Regions from separate parts of the Bombyx mori genome. Here region 2 is linked to region 1. The links are chromatin contacts, called in public Hi-C maps. All regions are on one chromosome and are shown on one strand. The core of a region is the stretch at or near the end of the contact, and the rest is flanking DNA. Distances in the headings are between cores, read along the strand shown.

Region 1 (7,954 bases), core at 3,843-6,342:
GAAAATAAATCGCCGCGTCGCCCGCCAAAACCGCCTCCGAGCTTCCGGCCCAGACATCAAAGCCTCGGCACCCTCTGTGTCGCAGGCTAAGCCAGCGTTCGTTCCGGCGCCGGTGCCCAGTGTCTCGGCCTGGGCGAAACCGCTGCCGTACATGAACACGGCTACAACTCCCTCCTCCGCGATTCGTCCCGCCCCCGCGACTCGTCCCTCTCCCGCGACTTGCCCTCCGACCGCGTCCGACAATCTCGCTTTAGCGATCGACTTCTTTCAGTCGATCAACTTTGAGCGCGTTAACGCTTTGGGCGACGCCATTCGCTCTGCCTCCACTGCACAACACTTTATCGCCGTTGTGCAAGAATACGCCGACGTATACGCGTCATTAAATACGTACGTCCTCCCCTCACTCCGCCGGTAATCAATGGCGTATATAAGTAGAATAAAGCCCCTATCCGTAACGATAGGATTTTTTAACGCTTACGGTCTTGCAAATCAGCGTGATCAGGTTTCTGACTTTTTGCGTGACCATCAAATTGATATCTTTTTAGTGCAGGAGACCCTACTTAAGCCCGCGCGCCGTGACCCTAAAATCGCGAACTATAACATGGTCAGGAACGACAGGCTCTCTGCTCGTGGTGGTGGTACCGTCATTTACTATAGAAGAGCCCTGCATTGCGTCCCACTCGATCCTCCCGCGCTCGCTAATATCGAAGCATCAGTGTGCCGAATCTCACTGACGGGACACGCGCCGATCGTTATCGCGTCCGTTTATCTTCCACCGGATAAGATCGTTCTAAGCAGTGATATCGAGGCGCTGCTCGGCATGGGGAGCTCTGTCATTCTGGCGGGCGACCTAAATTGTAAACACATTAGGTGGAACTCACACACCACAACCCCGAATGGCAGGCGGCTTGACGCGTTAGTCGATAATCTCGCCTTCGATATCGTCGCTCCGCTAATCCCGACTCACTACCCGCTAAATATCGCGCATCGCCCGGATATACTCGACATAGCGTTATTAAAAAACGTAACTCTGCGCTTACACTCGATCGAAGTAGTTTCAGAGTTAGATTCAGACCACCGTCCCGTCGTTATGAAGCTCGGTCGCGCTCCCGATTCCGTTCCCGTCACGAGGACTGTGGTGGATTGGCACACGCTGGGCATCAGCCTGGCTGAATCTGATCCACCATCGCTACCGTTTAGCCCGGACTCTACCCCGTCTCCTCAGGATACCGCTGAAGCCATAGACATCTTAACGTCACACATCACCTCGACATTAGATAGGTCATCGAAACAAGTTGTAGCGGAGGACTTCCTTCACCGCTTCAAATTGTCCGACGATATTAGGGAACTCCTTAGAGCTAAGAACGCCTCGATACGCGCCTACGACAGGTATCCTACCGCGGAAAATCGTATTCGAATGCGTGCCCTACAACGCGACGTAAAGTCTCGCATCGCCGAAGTCCGAGATGCCAGATGGTCTGATTTCTTAGAAGGACTCGCGCCCTCCCAAAGGTCTTACTACCGCTTAGCTCGTACTCTCAAATCGGATACGGTAGTAACTATGCCCCCCCTCGTAGGCCCCTCAGGCCGACTCACGGCGTTCGATGATGACGAAAAAGCAGAGCTGCTGGCCGATACATTGCAAACCCAGTGCACGCCCAGCACTCAATCCGTGGACCCTGTGCATGTAGAATTAGTAGACAGTGAGGTAGAACGCAGAGCCTCCTTGCCACCCTCTGATGTGTTACCACCCGTCACCCCGATGGAAGTTAAAGACTTGATCAAAGACCTACGTCCTCGCAAGGCTCCCGGTTCCGACGGTATATCCAACCGCGTTATTAAACTTCTACCCGTCCAACTCATCGTGATGTTGGCATCTATTTTCAATGCCGCTATGGCGAACTGTATCTTTCCCGCGGTGTGGAAAGAAGCGGACGTTATCGGCATACATAAACCCGGTAAACCAAAAAATCATCCGACGAGCTACCGCCCGATTAGCCTCCTCATGTCTCTAGGCAAACTGTATGAGCGTCTGCTCTACAAACGCCTCAGAGACTTCGTCTCATCCAAGGGCATTCTCATCGATGAACAATTCGGATTCCGTACAAATCACTCATGCGTTCAACAGGTGCACCGCCTCACGGAGCACATTCTTGTGGGGCTTAATCGACCAAAACCGTTATACACGGGAGCTCTCTTCTTCGACGTCGCAAAAGCGTTCGACAAAGTCTGGCACAACGGTTTGATTTTCAAACTATTCAACATGGGTGTGCCGGATAGTCTCGTGCTCATCATACGGGACTTCTTGTCGAGCCGCTCTTTTCGATATCGAGTCGAGGGAACCCGCTCCTCCCCACGACCTCTCACAGCTGGAGTCCCGCAAGGCTCTGTCCTCTCACCCCTCCTATTTAGCTTATTCGTTAACGATATTCCCCGGTCGCCGCCGACCCATTTAGCTTTATTCGCCGACGACACGACTGTTTACTATTCCAGTAGAAACAAGTCCCTAATCGCGAAGAAGCTTCAGAGCGCAGCCCTAGCCCTAGGACAGTGGTTCCGAAAATGGCGCATAGACATCAACCCAGCGAAAAGTACTGCGGTGCTCTTTCAGAGGGGAAGCTCCACACGGATTTCCTCCCGTATTAGGAGGAGGAATCTCACACCCCCGATTACTCTCTTTAGTCAATCCATACCCTGGGCCAGGAAGGTCAAGTACCTGGGCGTTACCCTGGATGCATCGATGACATTCCGCCCGCATATAAAATCAGTCCGTGACCGTGCCGCGTTTATTCTCGGTAGACTCTACCCCATGATTTGTAAGCGGAGTAAAATGTCCCTTCGGAACAAGGTGACACTTTACAAAACTTGCATAAGGCCCGTCATGACTTACGCGAGTGTGGTGTTCGCTCACGCGGCCCGCACGCACATAGACACCCTTCAATCTCTACAATCCCGCTTTTGCAGGTTAGCCGTCGGAGCTCCGTGGTTCGTGAGGAACGTTGACCTACACGACGACCTGGGCCTCGAATCTATACAGAAATACATGAAGTCAGCGTCGGAACGGTACTTCGATAAGGCTATGCGTCATGATAATCGCCTTATCGTAGCCGCCGCTGACTACTCCCCGAATCCTGATCATGCAGGAGCCAGTCACCGTCGACGCCCTAGACACGTCCTTACGGATCCATCAGATCCAATAACCTTCGCACTAGACGCCTTCAGCTCTAGGAGCAGGCTTAGGGACCTCGGTAACCGTACTCGTCGAACTCGACAAAGAGTTCGCCGTGCAACCTAACCCATGAATCAGCTCGCTGAGTTTCTCGCCGGATCTTCTCAGCGGGTCGCGATTCCGATCCGGTAGTAGATTCATTCGCGAAGCAGCTGCTCTTGAGCTGTTAGGTCTCCTTCGGAGGCGCTCGGGTAGCTGTTAGCAAATCCCACCCCTCCTGGCTGAGCCTTTGCTCGCCCACCTGTCCTGGTGAAATTGGAAAGGCCTCCGGGCCACCAGTAATCCTTCAATCATAAAAAAAAAAAAAAAAAAAAAAAACAAAGTTCAACAGTATGCAGTGTTATTTTAATTGAATAAAATTTTATTGTTCAGTCTAAAGAATAGTTGTTTAATACAAAATTATTTGTCGTAATCTTCATTGTGAAAAAACATATGAAAAACATATAATGAAATTTTAAGAGGTTGTTGCACTTTGGAATCAACTTTTAAATATGTGTTTTGTAAGTCTGTGTTTTCCGGTCTTTGTCTTCGACCTGCAAGACGCGGTCAAATGTCTCCGGAATCATCGTTAAAATATCTTTACAGTTGAGTTTGTACAATAATATATTCTGCATTAATATTTTTATAAAATCAAATTAAACTTCTTTCAATCAAGAAATTAAAATTAGACTTGATATAATAAATCTCTATTGCTAGATTATGAGCTAATCGTCATGATGGATATCTGAAGTCGGATAGTGCCCACGTTACACTCTGTCGACTAATTGGGAAGCTTCCTTAGAGCTTTGAGCATAAATACGGTCATTTTGTTTGTTAAAATATTGCTCAATTGATAATTGCTTTCGGACAAGATTTCTTCGAATTCTTTCCCTTACTGCTTTGACCACCTTTTTCGTACGAACGCTACGTGGACGGCCAGATGTTTTTCTGTCACAAACAGAGGAGGTCTCATTGCACCTATTAATAGCCCGGTACACAAACATTTTACTAATACCAAGCGTATAGAGAGTTTTAAAAATTGAATTTGGCTCCATACCTACTTTGTGTAATGCAATCACAGCGATTCGGTTCTCTTTATCACCCCACTCCATTTTAATATCGCAAAATATTGTACAATGTATTGGCACCAAAATGAGAAAACTCAATGAGCAATCATATAAAAATGACAGATTCCAAATTCAAATGTAATATTTTATTTATTTTTAATTGTAACAGTATTTATGGCCAGACTAAGTATAAAGCGATAAATTAATTAAAGGTCTTAATTACGTTTAGTTTGATAGGTTTGTCTTGATTGGAAATTTAACTCTACCGAGTAATTTCACCCGCTCGGTAGAGCGACGGTCCGAATATGTCGTTAGGGCCACGCGTCCAGGCGTATGTCAAATATGTTCTGTTCTATGATAGCTAACGCTGCATAATTAGGTGCCAGGCTATTGTGGGCAGTTGAGAAACAATCTGCATTCAAAGTGTATTTATTGTCTATTTCCTCCGCTTAACATCACCGCCATCTTCAATTATCAAAATGAAAATTTACGAATTTACGAATCTACGAGGCTTTACTAAAAAGTACAAATTTCAAAATATATCCATATATCTTAGTATATTTTTGTTAAATCTAAAATTCAACATCCATAAATAAAAAGTGAAAAATATATTCATTACGCACATATGTACGTACATTTAAAAAGAATTTTCAGAAATTCGAACGTTTGAATTTGAATAATGTTAAAGAGAAGTCTACGGTTTTAATATAAACCTGTAATCTTTGTAGACAAGATAGAATAACAACTACATAGATATGTAATAAGCTGGATGCTTGCGGGGTCACGTCACAAAGTAAGCGGAGCGCGTCTAGACAGGCCGCAGACGAATTTTTAATAGCTGACTGGTACACGACCGCGGCAGCTATCTGTGTGTCTACGTAATATTATAAGGAAATCTTCCATTGAAATTCTGAAAATATCAACGTTAACTTAACACAGAGTTTGGTACATACGTCCGTAAACGCAATTAGTTTTCAACGTGATGAACTGCAGTTCAATGGCGACCAATTTTTTTTTTCATGATTTTTATTTTAAGAATGCTTTTATATTCAATATTTTTGTTAGTTTCCTTAATTAATTAATTAATTAATTACTGCCAAATGGAAGTCTCGAAATTTGAATTTTAACGATAAAATTGTAAGTACTTTTTTTGTCGTTTTTATTTACAACTAACACCATCAGGAATACAGTTTCTGTAATGGACTGTTAATTTCTATCTTTTATCAGACACTACATAAATTCGTATTCCGTATCTAGTTACACCGTGGTATGTGAAAAATGTAGGCCTTCACGACGATCCATGTTGAACCCATCCATAAGTCGATGAAGGCAACTCAGGAGCGCTTCTGTATGACAGCATTGCAAAAGAAAGCTTCCTCAATCGCAGCCACCGCTAACTACAACCTTGACTCGGCTCATGCAGCCACAAACCACCGTCTTCATTCTAACCAAGTCCCTATAGATCCATCTTATCCTCTCTCGGTGTTTTTCCATCATCACCATCATAAGCCCACTGCTGTCCACTGCTGGACATAGATAGGTCTCTCCCCATCCACACCACTGAGCCCGGTCTTTGACTCTACCCATCCAGCTCTTGCCAACCATCCTTCGAAGATCATCGCACCACCTAGCCGGCGGCGTCCCATGCTACGTTTGCCACTGCGTGGTCTCCACTCAAGAACCCGTTTACCACAGCGATCGTCGGTTCTACGGTAGATATGGCCAGCCCACTGTCACTTCAGTTTGTCGACTCTCGGACTTTAATTCTCTGTTGAGTAATTAAACAATTATTTACCTACCTTACATACATACTACCTACATGCTATAATTCAATTTCTGTCAATTTATGATCAAATTGGTAAGTGTAAGCTATTTCGCGTTGACGTCTCTATGAATGCATTGGAATACAGACTTAACGGGTATCGACAGCATGCACGTGATAGACATCTAGCGCCCGTTTTTTGTTACGACTAAATACATAGTTGTGATAGCATTTACACGGCAATTAGGGTGTGAATTTTTATAGACGAAAAAAGATATTTAAAATGTTCGAACGTCAAGACGCCTTTCTATTCACCGGAATAAATCCGTCTCTGAATTATTCTCAAGTGAATAACGATCGCGTAATTGGTGAAAATGGTGCAATAATTTTGTTCTATAATGATTAGTAATTTTAACAATTTTCTATTGTATTTTTAAGCTCAGTAAAATATAACTGGGTATTTTATCATTTAATAATGTTCGGTTCATTTAATTCTCAGACTTATAAACGAAGTACAGAAAACGACCTCTTGTCTGTTTAAAGAACTTCAACAAACAATGAAACGTGTTTGTGACCGGTATATGCATGTTGTTTGGAGGTGAATTGAACACAAAGATTGCATTCTGAAACTTATGACATGACTCGCTCATGCAAAACGATGATTCTTTTACGAAAACCGAGCTCACTCCCTATTTTGTATTGACTGTCCATTGGTACCACCGTTGTAAATGCCACCACTCAGTAGCATATCGAAGTCTTAAATGGTTGGTAACACAAATTTCATAACCTCTAAATCTCAACAAACCGTTCCATCTTAACAGAAATGGGCTAGACAGTGAGCAGTATCAAGTTGTGTGGAGTTACTATCTGCGCCACCACCAGTATTCAAGAAAGTAATTAATTTGCCGAGATGCCTCAACCAATTTTGCTCCTATGATCGCGAAAAGATGATAATGATCGGAAAGTTGCACACAATACTACGCCCACACCTTAATTTTACAATAAATATTTTAAACAAGTTATGTCTGGACTAAGGAGTAACCACAGAAAACAGGTTCGACCGCTATTTGGTCTTAGTGCAAGTACCGTACCTTTTTATTTTTATTGCTTAGATGGGTGGACGAGCTCACAGCCCACCTGGTGTTAAGGTTACTGGAGCCAATAGACATCTACAACGTAAATGCGCCACCCTCCTTGAGATATAAGTTCTAAGGTCTCAGTATAGTTACCTGCATGTAAAGCAAAGATTTCTTAGTCTTTTAAACTATTATATTATGGTATTATTTCGAAAAACCTTTTTTACACTAACCTTCTTGTTTTTTTTTCATACCTATTCACTGGTAGCCTAAGTGGCTATTCCTGAGGAGACGTGACATACTCGTATGTTCATTTTCAGCATTAATCACACGAGAACATAGTTTTAGGCCTTAACTCGTATTTAATTCATGATTTTTACTAGTCGCGTAAGACCTAAATAATAGACTTATTAATTTTAAAATACGTATATAGGTAATTAACACCTAGACACATACCAAACAAACTAGTTCGTTACACAAATTGCTGCCGAATGTGGGAATCAAATCCACGACCCGTGTCCCGGCAGTCAGCGGCGCTAACTACTGTGCCATCAATTCAGTCTAGGAATCAAGTCACTGCTGAATCGATAAAACACAATACCGGTGGTACATTATTGATTAAGGTATTCTAAATTATGTAGGTACTACGGATTAGGTCAGAAATACACAAGTTATACGTAGAGGACAAAGAGTGTACGTCGGTCGTCAATGTCGTAGTTACGACTCGTCTAGAGGACAATCATTAAGCCTGCAACTCCGCTTAGCTTTGATCAAAACAATAGGTGCCATGTTACAAAGAAAAGAATTAATTTATATCAGCAGACACGTAGCAACACGCAAT
Region 2 (7,954 bases), core at 2,666-5,165, 50 kb before region 1:
ATGTCCTTACCAATCCTGTTTCTTTCAAGAAATACTTAGTACGGACAGGTTATGTAAATTTCATCTTGTTGTTGCAGACAGATTATCTTGTCTTTAACTTCACGTTATTGGATATAGTTACTAAATAGGTAAGGATATTGCTACGAAGGATAAAATACAAGTATTGCCAGCTCATGTATTCACTGTATTCGATATATAATTTATTTTGATCCGCTAGACGGGTAGAAACTCTTTTCGTTATTATTGTATACACAAGTGAACGATTTCACGGCCCTCCGATTGTTTAGCGGTTACCAAAGGCCATAAATATCACAACGCTAATACCGCCCCATCTACCCTGACACGTCATGATGTCGAATGCTCTATCGTTAAGCAGTTGTCACACTCTTGAAACGGCAATGTTTCGCTTTAGAAGTAAGAAGTAATATGTCCAATTATATACATTTTTTTACCATGGTCTATTTGACAAATGAAGTACAGCAATGCAGTTAGACGAGCTCTGCTATGATCATCGTTTGATGTTGACAAATTATTATAAATTAATATAAAATTAAATCTAAAATATGTATATAAATATTTTTTTATGCAATAAGTCAAGAAATTATGGGCTTATTTATACGAAATGGCTAGTATAGGATTTAGTCTGTAACAATAATGTACATTTAATATTTAATATTGTCTACAGTTATTTTATTAACTGTTATATGATTTATAATATAATAATATACATATAATTTAAATAGTGCCCTTTAAATTTTCTGCCCTTTTAAGTTGATTAGGCTGAAATGTTCTGACATAATAAATCAACTATGTATAAATATTTAAAGCGTTTGGACCACAAGTCTATCTATCATAATTTTTAATACAATAATAAAATTAATTAGAGGGTCATATACACATATTTATGTATATATGACCTTATGTATGTATGTGTATGTATTTTATAAGTCTATATTACACAATAATGTGTAATAAAATAACATAAAACAATATGTTTTATTAGTTAAGATTAATGGGTACACAATACACTTGTTTTTCTTGAAAATCACATCTCGACCTTGCAATCAACCTAATAAATAAAATAAAATCAAATGCTATTTAGCTTTTCGAATAACTTTATAAATCAACCTATTATTATAATCTCCTTGTCTGCGATTCAGACGAGTCGATATCTAGAATGCATTTATTCACAAAAGGTAAAGAGGCCTTCGTCTCACCTCCAGACGATCTGTTGTCCCTCCTCTGTTTGTTCCCAGCTCGCAGTCTAGACTAGACAAACACCTATTACTAACATTTAAACGTCATAGTGCACGATCAAATAAAATTATACAATAGAACACAGACGTTCAACTATCGCCGTTTTTTTTTTGTTACAAGAGATCCGATTATTAAACTATTACTTTACGTCTCTACTAATATTTTAAAGTGAAATTTTGTTTGTTTGGATTTTTGTTACTCAATCACGTGTGGCTGAATGAGCTTAGATGAAATTACGCTCAATAGTTTACCTGGATTAACACTTCCACTGGGGGTAGGGCGTCTTGTGAGCCCGTACGTGTAGTTACCAACACTCAGCCTATTTCTGCAGCGAAACAGTAACGCGTCCCGGCTTGAATTGTAGGGCACCTTTGTGCTACAGAATTGAGACTTAGAACTCAGGTGGGTCTCAAGGTGGATAGTAGCGTTTTTCTTGCTGATGTTTATGGGCTTCAGTAACCACTGAATAGCAGGTGGGACGTTAGCTCGTTTCAAGTTCTAAGCTCGGTATAAGAATTAAAAAAAAAATATATTTTTCAAACCATAAATGACGCCATGTAATTTGCGAATAGTGTTCTTGATCTGATGCTGATATTATTCGTGATATTGGATTAAAGTCATGACGACGTTATTTTTATTTTATTTGGAGGCTATGCTATAGTATCCTTGGTATTTTATAGTGAAAAACAACTTTAATCGTCAAAATTAAGGGTAAAAATGTTTAATATTACGAAATCCAAAGTCCAAGTCGGTAAACCGACGACGTATTTTGTAAAGCGGCGCACGCTTTGTACTCAGAGCTCGTTGCAGACAAGTTAGTGCAAACTGCATCGTCTGAGTTCACCTCTAGACGGCTCCGACCGGCACGCTTCACAGAACTCGAATAGATATCGGTATAGAGAAACAGCTTTCGTTTTAATTCATCTTTAATGATTTTAAATATAGGCATACACTATTATTAACTGATATTTTGAAGGTAATGATCAATCTGAAATAGAGGACAAGTAATAAGTAATCAAAATTTATGATGAAGTACCGCTCTCTATCTGGCTAGTAACAGATATCGATGAAGAGAGTCAATCAATCCACTACATCGTGAGAGTCGCGATCCTCAGCTATGTTGAAACGGTCGAGAAAGAACGATGAAGTAATTATAAGTTTTCACAAATCCGTTATAAAATTATGAACACGAGGACCTGCCGCTTGGTTTTATGAATGGAATCACGTTACATACCAATGCATATCGCACTATGACGGAGGTATGTTATTATTTTTATTTATATCCGCCAAACTAAGGTTTCTTAAAAACCACATAAATATTTTTAGACAGTGACACTTCACCTAATAATGTTTGGATTTCTAATTTTGATAATTAAATCCTACCCACTGGATCTATCTGTATACAAAAATCATATAATTACTATATAAAGCTTCTCTGTTTTAACTGGCATTATAAAAGTAAACAGTAATCGTCAAAAACTTTATGATAAAACTCGTAGTCGTTAAAGAAATCAAAACAAAAGTGAAATGAAATAAACATGTTTTATATCGTTAGGTATCTGAAAGAAATATTCACTCATACGTCGCGAGGCGCACTGTCTGGTCTAGACGAATTGCATTATGGAAATTTATGTACATAGGTACATTGGTGCTAGCCTATGATGTATAAATTACGTTCACAATAAAATTGAATAACGTGTAGTCGTTTTTAAATTGAGTTCGCTCAATACTGAATATTTTGGATTTGTAATTTTTAAATGCACATATTAAAAGTATGATATAACGATGCCTATCACAGTATTTATAATAATGGATTAGGAATAAGTGTAGGTTTCGGAAGACTATATAAACCACAGTGTTCTTAATACAGAGTTAGTACGTTAAATTTGCTGTTGTTCAAGTATTTGGGTTAAGTTCCTTAATCATTATGAAACAAGGCGAGGGGGTCCGACCCCACACGACGCCTGGCGCGTCCTATTTTCTATCGTCTGCCGACTTTACTTCGCGTTTCCATGGAAAATGGAAAATAATTAATCAAAAGGAATGTTAGTTCGGAAAGCTGCGTTTTTCTACTCACTTAGCTTAAATGAATTGACGAAATTCACGGTCAACATGATGTTAAGCAGAGTCAATAATATTTAAAAAACCAATTAGATCGTAAATTATCAACAAACTGTCTTTTCATACCCACGACCAAACCTCTATATTGATTTGTAAATATTGTGGAAATTTAATGGACTAACGTCAGATATGTTAAGAATCATAAAATGCTTGCTGGGGCCTTAATTTGCATTTTTCTTATTAGCGTTGTTGAACAGACGACGTGACGGCCGGCCTGGGGTTTAGTGGATACCAAAGCTCATAGACACCTGAACGTAAACGCAACTAATCATCCTGAGATATTAGACGTAAGCTGCGTTGAGCTAACAGCTATCCAGTATAGCCCGTGATTGTTGTTTGAGACAGGGCGGTGGAACCGGCCAGTGCGGACTCATAAAGTGCCGAACCAAAATATAAAAGACTACGTTAAAGCAAGGTATACTATGTCTCTTGATTGATAAGACATACAAGAAAAACTAAAATAGTTTTATTCGCGTTAAATATTATTAATGTCGTGACGTATTCGTTCACGGAACCCGTAACTTAGATTGCCGTAATCGCTCGCAGACGTCTCCGCACCAACAGTTAGTTATGGAGTGCTCCACTTTAGACCGTTCATCCGTTTTAATTTAACAAAAGTGCCGACCGATAACGCCGCGGAAGACCTCATATCCGTCGCGTCTGTCTCTTGTCATAGCACGTGTATTGTTGAATCAATTTAATATCATTCATATTTACGTAAAGTTAAGGGTTAAAGTGACATTTCAATGAAGGTCGGGAGAATCCTACGAAGGCACTAATGACAATACGAACTACGGATTATCTGTGATAAGTGAACTGAATTTGTAGTAGATTTTGAAAGGTAAAAAATAATTCTCATTTGAATAAGCTAACTTCAAAATATATATTATGAAAGCTGATAGTTTATTCCAATTCGAGATATGTGTGGGTTTATTCATAATGTAACTAATAAATGAGATTTACTTTGTTAACTGTTCGTATAATATCACCCTCATAGTTGTAAGCAAATAACTACTTATGTAAGCTGAATATGGTTTGTGATTGAAGTTTTAGAAGCTTTGTCAACGCTGTAATCCTCTTAAAAGCTTGGAATTTAAAAGGGAAATTTATAATTTTTTTTATTTTTACTTTTCGATAGCTTCGAAAATATTTATATTTTATCATATTTGATGTGCTTAATTTACTTTCTTCGTGTACGACCACGTTTCTAAAATAAGGATAGAGGTGGCTGAAGTTTCGTCATTGATAAGATTGACTTTCTTTTCATTTATAAACTTCACACACCTGTGTATATTAAACGCTTTGGATACGTAATAAAGTAGAATACAGTATGCTCTATTGTACACCAATACAAAATCAACACAAATGACTTTCACGGTGAAGGAATATTTTTTTTTTTTTTTTTTTTTTATAAATAAATAAATATTTACTAACAATCACGCCACGTTAACTGGTCCCGTGCTAAGTTCGTAAAGAACTTGTGTTACAGGTACCAGATAACGGAAATAAATATAAGATTTTTATTATACACATACATATATTTAATATACATCCATAACCCTGGAAAAGACATTTATATTTATCATACAAATATCTTCCCTTGGCGGGATTCGAACCCGCGACCCCCTTGTGTAGTGACCATGTCACTTACCACTACACCAGACGGCCGTTATAAAGATTGCTTATAAAGATCAAACCCGCAAAAAATATGCACATAGTTACTATGCCCCACCATCTTGTAAAAGTTGAGACTTAGAGCTCAAGTCTCAAAGTGAGTGAGTGGTAGCATTAACATGATTCACTTCGAGGTAACGTGGTAACTCTAGTGACCACTTACCACCAGATAGATCGCCCATCTGTTGTAGGAATAAAAAAAAAGCAAAAGATTAAACACAAAAAGAACAAATGGTGGTCTTATCCCTAAGAGCGATCTCTTCGATACAACCGGCAGTTTGACTATAATCATCTAAGGAAAGAAATTAACTATATGAATCATATTACCATTTTATTGCATTACTATTATATTACAGACTACTACAAAAATAATACTTGATGAGATAGACAGTCGTCTAGTTAGCTCTCGTCTTCTCAAGTTCAATGCCGATAAATCTCAGAATACAGAAATTCTGAGCGATAAATATAAAAATCTTAAACAGCAGACAGGACTAACTTAGTCCATGCAACGTAATTGTGAGATTCACGGTGAGATTCCCTTCTGTACCGTACACGGGCTATACCTCCATATCTTATCATGCTGATTTGCCTACATAATTATAATATGTAATTAGAAGTTTCTTAATTCCATAGATGGGCTAACTGCTTTAAAAGCAACCGGGGCCTATGAATGAATGCAGCTACCCGCATAACATAGGGCCAAAGTCTAAGAGTCGTTTCACCTTTCAAACTGGAACAAATGAATTCTTCGGAGCAGAAAGACATGATTAAATAAACTGGCGCCCGCACAAATAGTCATATCTCTGTAATATGTTTACGAGTAAATTGGGCGTTTTATGTACTAGGCAACGATTCAAATTTGTTTATTAACTATCTACTGATAGTATCTTTAGGCTCCGACAGTATCGTGAGGCGAGTGCATATCTGTAGCTACACAAAACAAAATTAAGGCGGCGGCAGTGAGTGATTAGCGTCCCCTTGCACAAGGTGGCTTATGACGTCATTTAATTGCATTCTGTCTGCGCCGACAGATAGTCTGCACAGCCCAGCTTTACGTGCATTATATTCGATAAGCACAATTATCCTATGTATTGCCGCTTTGTCACTCTTATGAAGAAACGTACAAGCGCGAAAAGGAAGGTATATTTGTGTCGTCATAAAGATGGATGCCGGATATTCTGTAGCCGGTCTGTAGTACCGCCCGCCCTTCACGCTGTGTTCACGGTTCACTTGACATACGACCGTTGCGTTCAGTTAGACACAAAACAGTTTTGATTGCACAAAGAATACAACAAAAGTTAACACATCAACAAAAACAATGCTACTAATTTTTTTTATTGCTTAGGTGGGTGGACGAGCTCACAGCCCACCTGATGTTAAGTGGTTACTGGAGCCCATAGACATCTACAACGTAAATGCGCCATCCGTCTTGAGATATAAGTTCTAAATTCTCAGTATAGTGACAACGGCTACCCCACCCTTCAAACCGATACGCATTACTGCTTCACGGCAGAAATAGGCGAGGCGGTGGTACCTACCCGTCCGGACTCACAAGAGATCCTACCACCAGTACCTAGTAACCAGTACCTAGATAATGCATATATAGTAAATGATACTTATAATATTATTGTATATATAAATATATGTATATAGAATACTCGTAGTAACTTGTATTGAGGTAATAATTCTAATATCACACCCATATCAAAGGATTCTGTTTATGAAAAACTCTTTAAAAAAGTTTTAGATATTTATATTGAGTTCCTCCTTGGTGAAGTAGTTAGTGGCATCAGGCATGGTAGATAAAAGTCCTAGTTCGAATGACAGTTTTTAGATCGTTTCTGCTCACATTTCTAAAAAAAAATTTAATCGATTACAATTGGCAAACGTGTTTCTATTGTATGAGATATATTTTTGGAGTGAAAGTTCGTGTAATTACCAAAGACGATTGAATTATATAAATTAATTAAGCCATAAACGTCGGAAAATCTAAACAGTTCAATCCAATTGCCACTAGAATATGACAATTGAAGTGCATAAACGAAGAAAAAGGTTTGTTTGATATTGCGTTATGAAAATTACATCGAAATCGGTCCAGCCGTTTCGGAGTGTATAGGTAACATTTTGAAAAATATTCATAGTCCAATATCCAAACCTTCCTCATTGGATTCTTGTTTTTTTCTCCCTTGATTTTTCTAGTTTTTAAACTTTAGACTATTAAATCCCGCACAACACCAAAGGGGAACGGGTTACTGAAAATCAGCGCTGTTCAATGCATCCACTTCGGACAACATCAGCTGTGCTAGCTCCTTATGTTTTTTTCTTTTATATATATTTTTATTTACGTGTAAAAATCTAAGCGTTTTCTATTTGAGAGGCAATAAATACATGATGATGAATTTTATTAATATAAAAATAAGTATCATATTAGGTTTTCAGCGCAGCAGTGTGTATCACCTTCTGCACCAAATGTGTGTAGAGGTGATTAGTTTCATGACGGTGGCAGGGGTGGCCTTCACCTTGAACGCCGCCGACCCCACGTCCCCGCCAAACCCAGACTGGCCCTTCCTCTCTTTCATCCGTACAACTTACAGACTGTAAAAGCCCTCGTGTTATACACGGATTTTTTTTTGTAGTGTCGTTTTACTTTTAAGTATATTGTAATATTTGTAAGGTCTTAAATTATAGTCAGTAATTTGAACGAAATATTTGTAAAAAAAACGAAACGACAGGTCCAGTGTATGACATTAGAATCGACCGGTCATGGTCATTTGCAAGGCTCGAATATAAGATATAACATATAATCTATTTTATATAATTTATCTGATCTGTGAAATCCTATTTAGAAAATTTGATTCTTTTAAGTTTTATCAAGCTTTGGGTTACAGAGCACCCATGTACC

The links. A called contact is a pair of places that touch in the nucleus more often than the background predicts.
Region 2: a Hi-C map of whole pupa shows a contact between it and region 1, with 2.0 times the contacts expected there. The contact joins the promoter of LOC101736633 here to the enhancer-like site in region 1. A contact is called at or near these places in 2 of 7 Hi-C or Micro-C datasets (midgut and whole pupa).

What each region holds. Positions count from the first base shown.
Region 1 is chr11:11,862,724-11,870,677 of ASM3026992v2, reverse strand. The region is part of intron 1 of LOC101736633 (actin-binding protein WASF2); the gene reads left to right. Among protein-coding and RNA genes, the nearest start is that of LOC101736633, 49 kb to the left of the region's middle. Within about 2 kb of position 5,092, at least 4 of the 8 cell types and tissues checked have open chromatin away from gene starts, as enhancers often do.
Region 2 is chr11:11,911,612-11,919,565 of ASM3026992v2, reverse strand. It overlaps LOC101736633 (actin-binding protein WASF2), which reads left to right and starts at 3,915. Exons shown (of 5, transcript XM_062671176.1): 1 at 3,915-4,219.